Regions from separate parts of the Sus scrofa genome. Here region 1 is linked to region 2. Evidence: chromatin contacts called from public HiChIP or PLAC-seq data. All regions are on one chromosome and are shown on one strand. The core of a region is the stretch at or near the end of the contact, and the rest is flanking DNA. Distances in the headings are between cores, read along the strand shown.

The links. HiChIP or PLAC-seq counts read pairs in DNA pulled down with a chosen protein or histone mark.
Region 1: an H3K27ac HiChIP or PLAC-seq map of skeletal muscle shows a contact between it and region 2. The contact joins two enhancer-like sites. A contact is called at or near these places in 5 of 47 Hi-C or Micro-C datasets (embryonic fibroblasts, heart right ventricle, liver and 2 more) and 1 of 2 datasets of contacts at active chromatin or transcription factors (skeletal muscle).

What each region holds. Positions count from the first base shown.
Region 1 is chr14:29,851,585-29,854,284 of Sscrofa11.1, reverse strand. The region is part of intron 3 of PITPNM2 (membrane-associated phosphatidylinositol transfer protein 2); the gene reads right to left. Among named protein-coding and RNA genes, the nearest start is that of ARL6IP4, 36 kb to the left of the region's middle. Within about 2 kb of position 1,449, at least 26 of the 83 cell types and tissues checked have an H3K27ac peak or open chromatin away from gene starts, as enhancers often do. A contact at or near this core is called in skeletal muscle, where this site is marked.
Region 2 is chr14:29,754,573-29,757,272 of Sscrofa11.1, reverse strand. The region is part of intron 1 of PITPNM2 (membrane-associated phosphatidylinositol transfer protein 2); the gene reads right to left. Among named protein-coding and RNA genes, the nearest start is that of PITPNM2, 26 kb to the right of the region's middle. Within about 2 kb of position 1,297, at least 3 of the 83 cell types and tissues checked have an H3K27ac peak or open chromatin away from gene starts, as enhancers often do. A contact at or near this core is called in skeletal muscle, where this site is marked.

The DNA.
Region 1 (2,700 bases), core at 200-2,699, 97 kb before region 2:
GATTAGACCCCTAGCCTGGGAACCTCCATATGCTGCGAGAGCAGGCCAAGAAATGGCAAAAAGACAAAAAAAAAAAAAAAAAAAAAAAAAAAAGGACAAAGGACTTGAACAGACAAAAGGACCAATAATCACGTAAAAAGATGCTCAATACAACTAGACCTTGGGGAAATGCAAATCAAAACTACAATGACATACCACTTCACACCCACTGGGATGGCTAAAAAGCCGGACAATAAGTGGTGGTGAGGATGTGGAGAAATGGTCATGCTTATACTTTACTGGTGGGAATGTAAAATGGTGCAAAAATGGTGCAGCTGCTAGGGAAAACGGTTTGACTGTTCTTCAAAAAGTTGAACATAGAGTTAGTTACCATATGACCCAATAATTCCACTCCTGGGCATATACATCCAAGAAAGTGAACACATATGTCAACAAAGAAACTTGTAACCAGTATTTGTAACCAAGATTCATAGCCACATTAGTCACAACAGCTGAAAGGTGGAAGCAACCCAAATGTCCATGAATTGATAAATGGATAAACAAATTATATCCATGCAATGAAATCTGATTTGTCTGTAAGAAAAGAAGGAAGGAAGTACTGACACATGCTACAACATGGATGAAACTTGAAAACATGCTGAGTGAAAGAAACCAGACAGAAAAGGCCATACACTGTACGATCCCATTTATATGAAATGTCCAGAACAGGCAAATCCATAATCAGAAAGTAGTTGATTCGTTGCCTGGGGGCTGGGGGGAAAATACAGAGTGGCTTCTCTATGGGGTGATGAAAACACTGTAAAATTGTGATGGTTTCACAACTCTGCGAATATGCTAAAAGCCACTAAACGGTACACTTTAAATGTGTGAACTGTGTGGTGTGGGACTTACATCTCAATAACTCTGGTATAAAATAAAACAAACAAAAACCAATGCCACCTCTTGTACTCACTAAGCTTTCAGAGAGCTCAAACATGAGGAGTGGGCAGGGCCTTCCGAGGCACCGCCTGAGAGACAGGATGCCTGGGTCACCTCTGAGGGTCCCTTGCCACAAATGCCCTTCCCAGGGTCCAAAAGTTCAGGTTTCTGCTTCTGCACAAAACCTCACAGTCAAGGTGCTGGTGACTTTTAAGCCCAGCATCTGTTTCCATGGTGACATGACGGCATTGCCAAGGCCATCCTCGGTCAGCTTCCTGAACAGCACGTGTGCGCACACTCTCACACACACACAGACTCCCAACAGCACTGCCTCACCTTCGGGGCGCGACCCTAGGGCACAGAGACATGCTCTATCTCCATGGCCAAAGCCACTGAGTCCCCTTCAGGAAAAAAAAAAAAAAAAAAAAAAAAAAAGACCCTGGTTGAGGTCATAGATGAGGTCAGAGCAGGGACATGCCATTCCTCGCTCTTTAAAGGAGTCCTGGAACGTGGCCCAGATTCCGTAAGGAAAACAGCGACTGTTTCCTGGACGCTTTCCAAGCTCCTGCTTCTTACAGTAGCTTCGTTTATTAGTGGCTGTGCTAAGTGCTTGGAATGGTGTTTCTCTTTTAGTGACCACAACAACCCCTTGAGAAAGGTTTGGGGCTCCTATTACTGCCAACGTACAGAAAGGAAGGTGGAGGCTCAGAGAGGTCACGTGACCTGTCCGAGGTTACAGTTGTCAAATGGCAGAGCGGGGACCAGCTCAACTTGTTAGAATCCAGGGCCTGCTCATCTGAGGTATTGAGCACCTCAAGAGAAACACCTTGGCACAAAGTAGGTGCTGACAAACAGTTATTAGGCAAGTAAACAGACCCTAGTGCCAGCTCCATGACCTTCTCTCACCCGGGACAAATTGCTTCTTCTGTCTGGTGTCAGTTTGCAAAGCTCTAGTGTCAGTTTGCAAAGTGGGGATGGAGCTACCTATCTGCCCAAGCCCTAATGGACTGGGTTTAAGGGCCCCCCACAATCGATGTCCCCACCTGGAATCTCAAATTGTGACCTTACTTGGCTAGAGGATCTGTGCAGAGGTAATGAGTTAAGAGGAGATAATTTAAAATTTTTTTTCTTTTATTTGTTGGTTGCCTCAAGGCATATGGAGTTCCTGGGCCAGGAATCAGATCCGAGCCATGGCTGCGACCTATGCTACAGCTGGGGCAACGCAGGATCCTTTAAGTGCCTGTGCCAGGCTGGGGACTGAACCTGTGTCCTGGTGCTGCAGAGACACTGCTGATCCTGTTGCACCACAGTGGGAACCCCAAGAGGAGGTCATCCTTTTTTTTTTTGCTTTTTAGGGCTGCACCCAGAGCACATGGAAGTTCCCAGGCTAGGGGTTGAACCAGCGCTACAGCTTCTGGCCTATACTACAGCCACAGCAATGTGGGATCTGAGCCTCATCTGCAACCTACACTGCAGCTCACGACAACGCTGGATCCTTAACCCACTGAGCAAGGCCAGGGATTGAACCCGCATCCTCATGGACACTGGTCGGATTTGTTTCTGATGCGTCACAACAAGAACTCCGAGAGGGGGTCATCTTAACTTAAAAGCGTTACATGATTAATGGTGGGATATCGATCCAATGACTGTTGTTCTTATACAAGGAGAAAATGGATCACACACACACCGAGGGCAGGTGACCAGGTGATGACAGAGGCAGAGACTGGAGTGAAACAGCTTTAAATCAAGGGATGTCAAGGATTGCTGATCACCACCAGAAGG
Region 2 (2,700 bases), core at 48-2,547:
TGGATTTGGTGGCACTTTGCTGTGGTGTAGGCTGGCAGCTACAGCTCTGATTCGACCCCAGCCTGGGGACTTCCATACACTGCAGGTGCGGCCATAAAAAGAAAAAAAAAAAATCCAGATATGGAAAGTAGAATGGTGGGTGCCCGGGGCTAGGTGAAGGGGGATGGGGAGTTAGAGCTCAATAGGGACAAAGTTTCAGCTTTGCAAGATGAGAAGAATTCTGTGGATGGTGGTAACGGTGACAGAACAATGTGATTGTACTTAATGCCACTGAACTGTACACGGAAAAAAGGCTAAAGTGTATGCCTGAAACTAACATGATATTATAAATCAACTCTACTTCAGTTTGAAAAACGGTTGAAGCAGTACATTTTACACTACGCATGTTTTATTACAATAAAAAATCATATTAAAAAGAAAAGGATGGAGGATGAGGGCAAGAAGGCATGGCTGTGTCTGTGTTTTGCTCCCTGGCAGCAGCAGCCATCATGTAGCCATCTCCAATGGCCTGGAGATCATTGAGCTGTGGAAAGCCCAGTCCAGCCAAGAGGAGGGGCCACACGGAGGAGAACCCATCCTCAGCGGATACGGTTGAGCCCGGGTACTGACCTGCTAGCAATGGAAGCAGGGCCATCTTGGAAATGGATTTCCACCCCAGATCAAGCTGTCCAAGCCAACACCAGCAGAGCAGAGAAGTTCCCACCAAGCTCTGCCCAAGTTGCCACGCCATGAACAAACAAAAGGTGCTTTAAGCCACTAAACTGGGGAGTGCTTTGTTGCAGGGATAGAACTGACCAAGCATCAGGCTCTTAAAGGAGCTTAGGGGAAATGTCTATCCGTAATGTGAGACTTTGGAAGATCCTCTACATGCTCATGTGTGAGTCACTGAGAGAAGTCAGTACTCGAATAAGTCTGAGGAAGAGACTCATTTTCCACTCCCCAAATCCCTATGGAATAAAGGCTGAAATCACACCCTGTGCTGAGTTTCAAACAGCTGCTGGAAAGGCTGGTGGATTCCTCCAAGGAGCCAATGGGCTAACCAGGCTATTGGTTGATCCACTCAAGCCGTCACTCAGTTACTTGACTTTTGATTGTCCTGTCCAGAGCAGGGCCTGGTACAGCGTGGACAGCGTTCCAGCTGGCCCCTCTCTGGGCCTCAGTCTCCCCATCTGTACAATAAGGAGGTTGAGGTCTAAGAGGCCTCTCCAGTCAGCACCAACATTCTGCAACACTGTAGTTTTGGCAGAAGGGAGAGCAACACTGAAACATAATCCAAAACACTGACTAAAATCCAAATGACCTGTATCTAGTTTACAAGGCAGACACACTCATTGCAATTCTCACCTCTGTTCCCTTGGAACCTCTTACTCTAATCTCCGTGTCCTTCAATTGAATGTGTTCATTCTGCAACATTTCCTTTGCAAGTCTGGCTGGGTCCAGTTTCCTCTTCCTAAATTACACTTTTGCTTTCCTGGACTCAGCAGGACTGTGTGGTTAGTTCTATCAGTAGAGAGATATACACCCCCCATCCCCAGGCCTGGCCTCTAAAACACTTCACATGATCCTCTATACTAAGACTCCTAATTGCAGACAATCTGCATGCAAATGAGTTTAAAAAAAAAAAAACAAAACTTAGTTGTGGGCTTCCTGGTAGGCAAAGCATAGAGGGAAATATGCTGGCCACAGAGCTCTGCTAACAGTGAAAAACATACTATACATAATGAGAATCAAACTTTGTCTTGCTGAGGAATTCCCATTGTAGCTCAGTGGAAATGAACCTAATATCCATGAGGATGTGGATTCGATCCCTGGCCCCACTCAGTGGATTAAGGATCTGGTGTTGCCGTGAGCTGCAGTGTAGGTCACAGACACGGCTCAGATCTGGCGTTGCTGTGGATGTGGTGTAGGCTGCAGCTCCAATTCGACCCTTAGCCTGGAAACTTCCATGTGCTGAGCATGCGGCCCTAAAAAAAACAAAAAATAAAATAAAATAATAACAAACTTTGTCTTGGCTGAGAGCTCTGAGAGGAAGGCTCCCCAGGGTCTCTGGATGAGGGTCCCGGTGTCTGAGAAAGAGGCAGCAAGAAGAAACCAAGCTTGGGGTTCCCGTGTGGTGCATGGTTGACAAATCTGACTAGGAACCATGAGGTTGCGGGTTTGATCCCTGGCCTTGTTCTGTGGGTTAAGGATCTGGCATTGCTGTGAGCTGTGGTGTAGGTCGCAGACGCGGCTCGGATCCCGTGTTGCTGTGGCTCTGGCGTAGGCCAGCAGCTACAGCTCCAATTAGACCCCTAGCCTGGGAACCTTCCATATGCCACGGGAGTGGCCTTAGAAAAGGCAAAAAGACAAAAAAAAAAAAAAGAAGAAGAAGAAACCAAGCTTGCCCCCAATGTCGCGCCCTCCTGCAGCCTGTCTGGCACTTGACTGCATCAAGCGTAATTCTTCCTTCTTGTTAATGTCAACACGGCAGCACCATGATAATGACGGAAAATATTTACATACCCGTACAACTGACGGGTTGTTTAGACCATCTGGCTAGTGGATGCGGTAAATAGTGTCAAACACATGGCCTGTCCATGAAAGCTATGTCTTAGCCCTGATAGCAGCCGGGCTCCAGGGTTCAGGTGACATCCCCAGGGCCCATCCCCACCACAGGCCGGGCCAGGGGGAACTCCCGAGGCCCCAAGGTTGGCCTCAGGT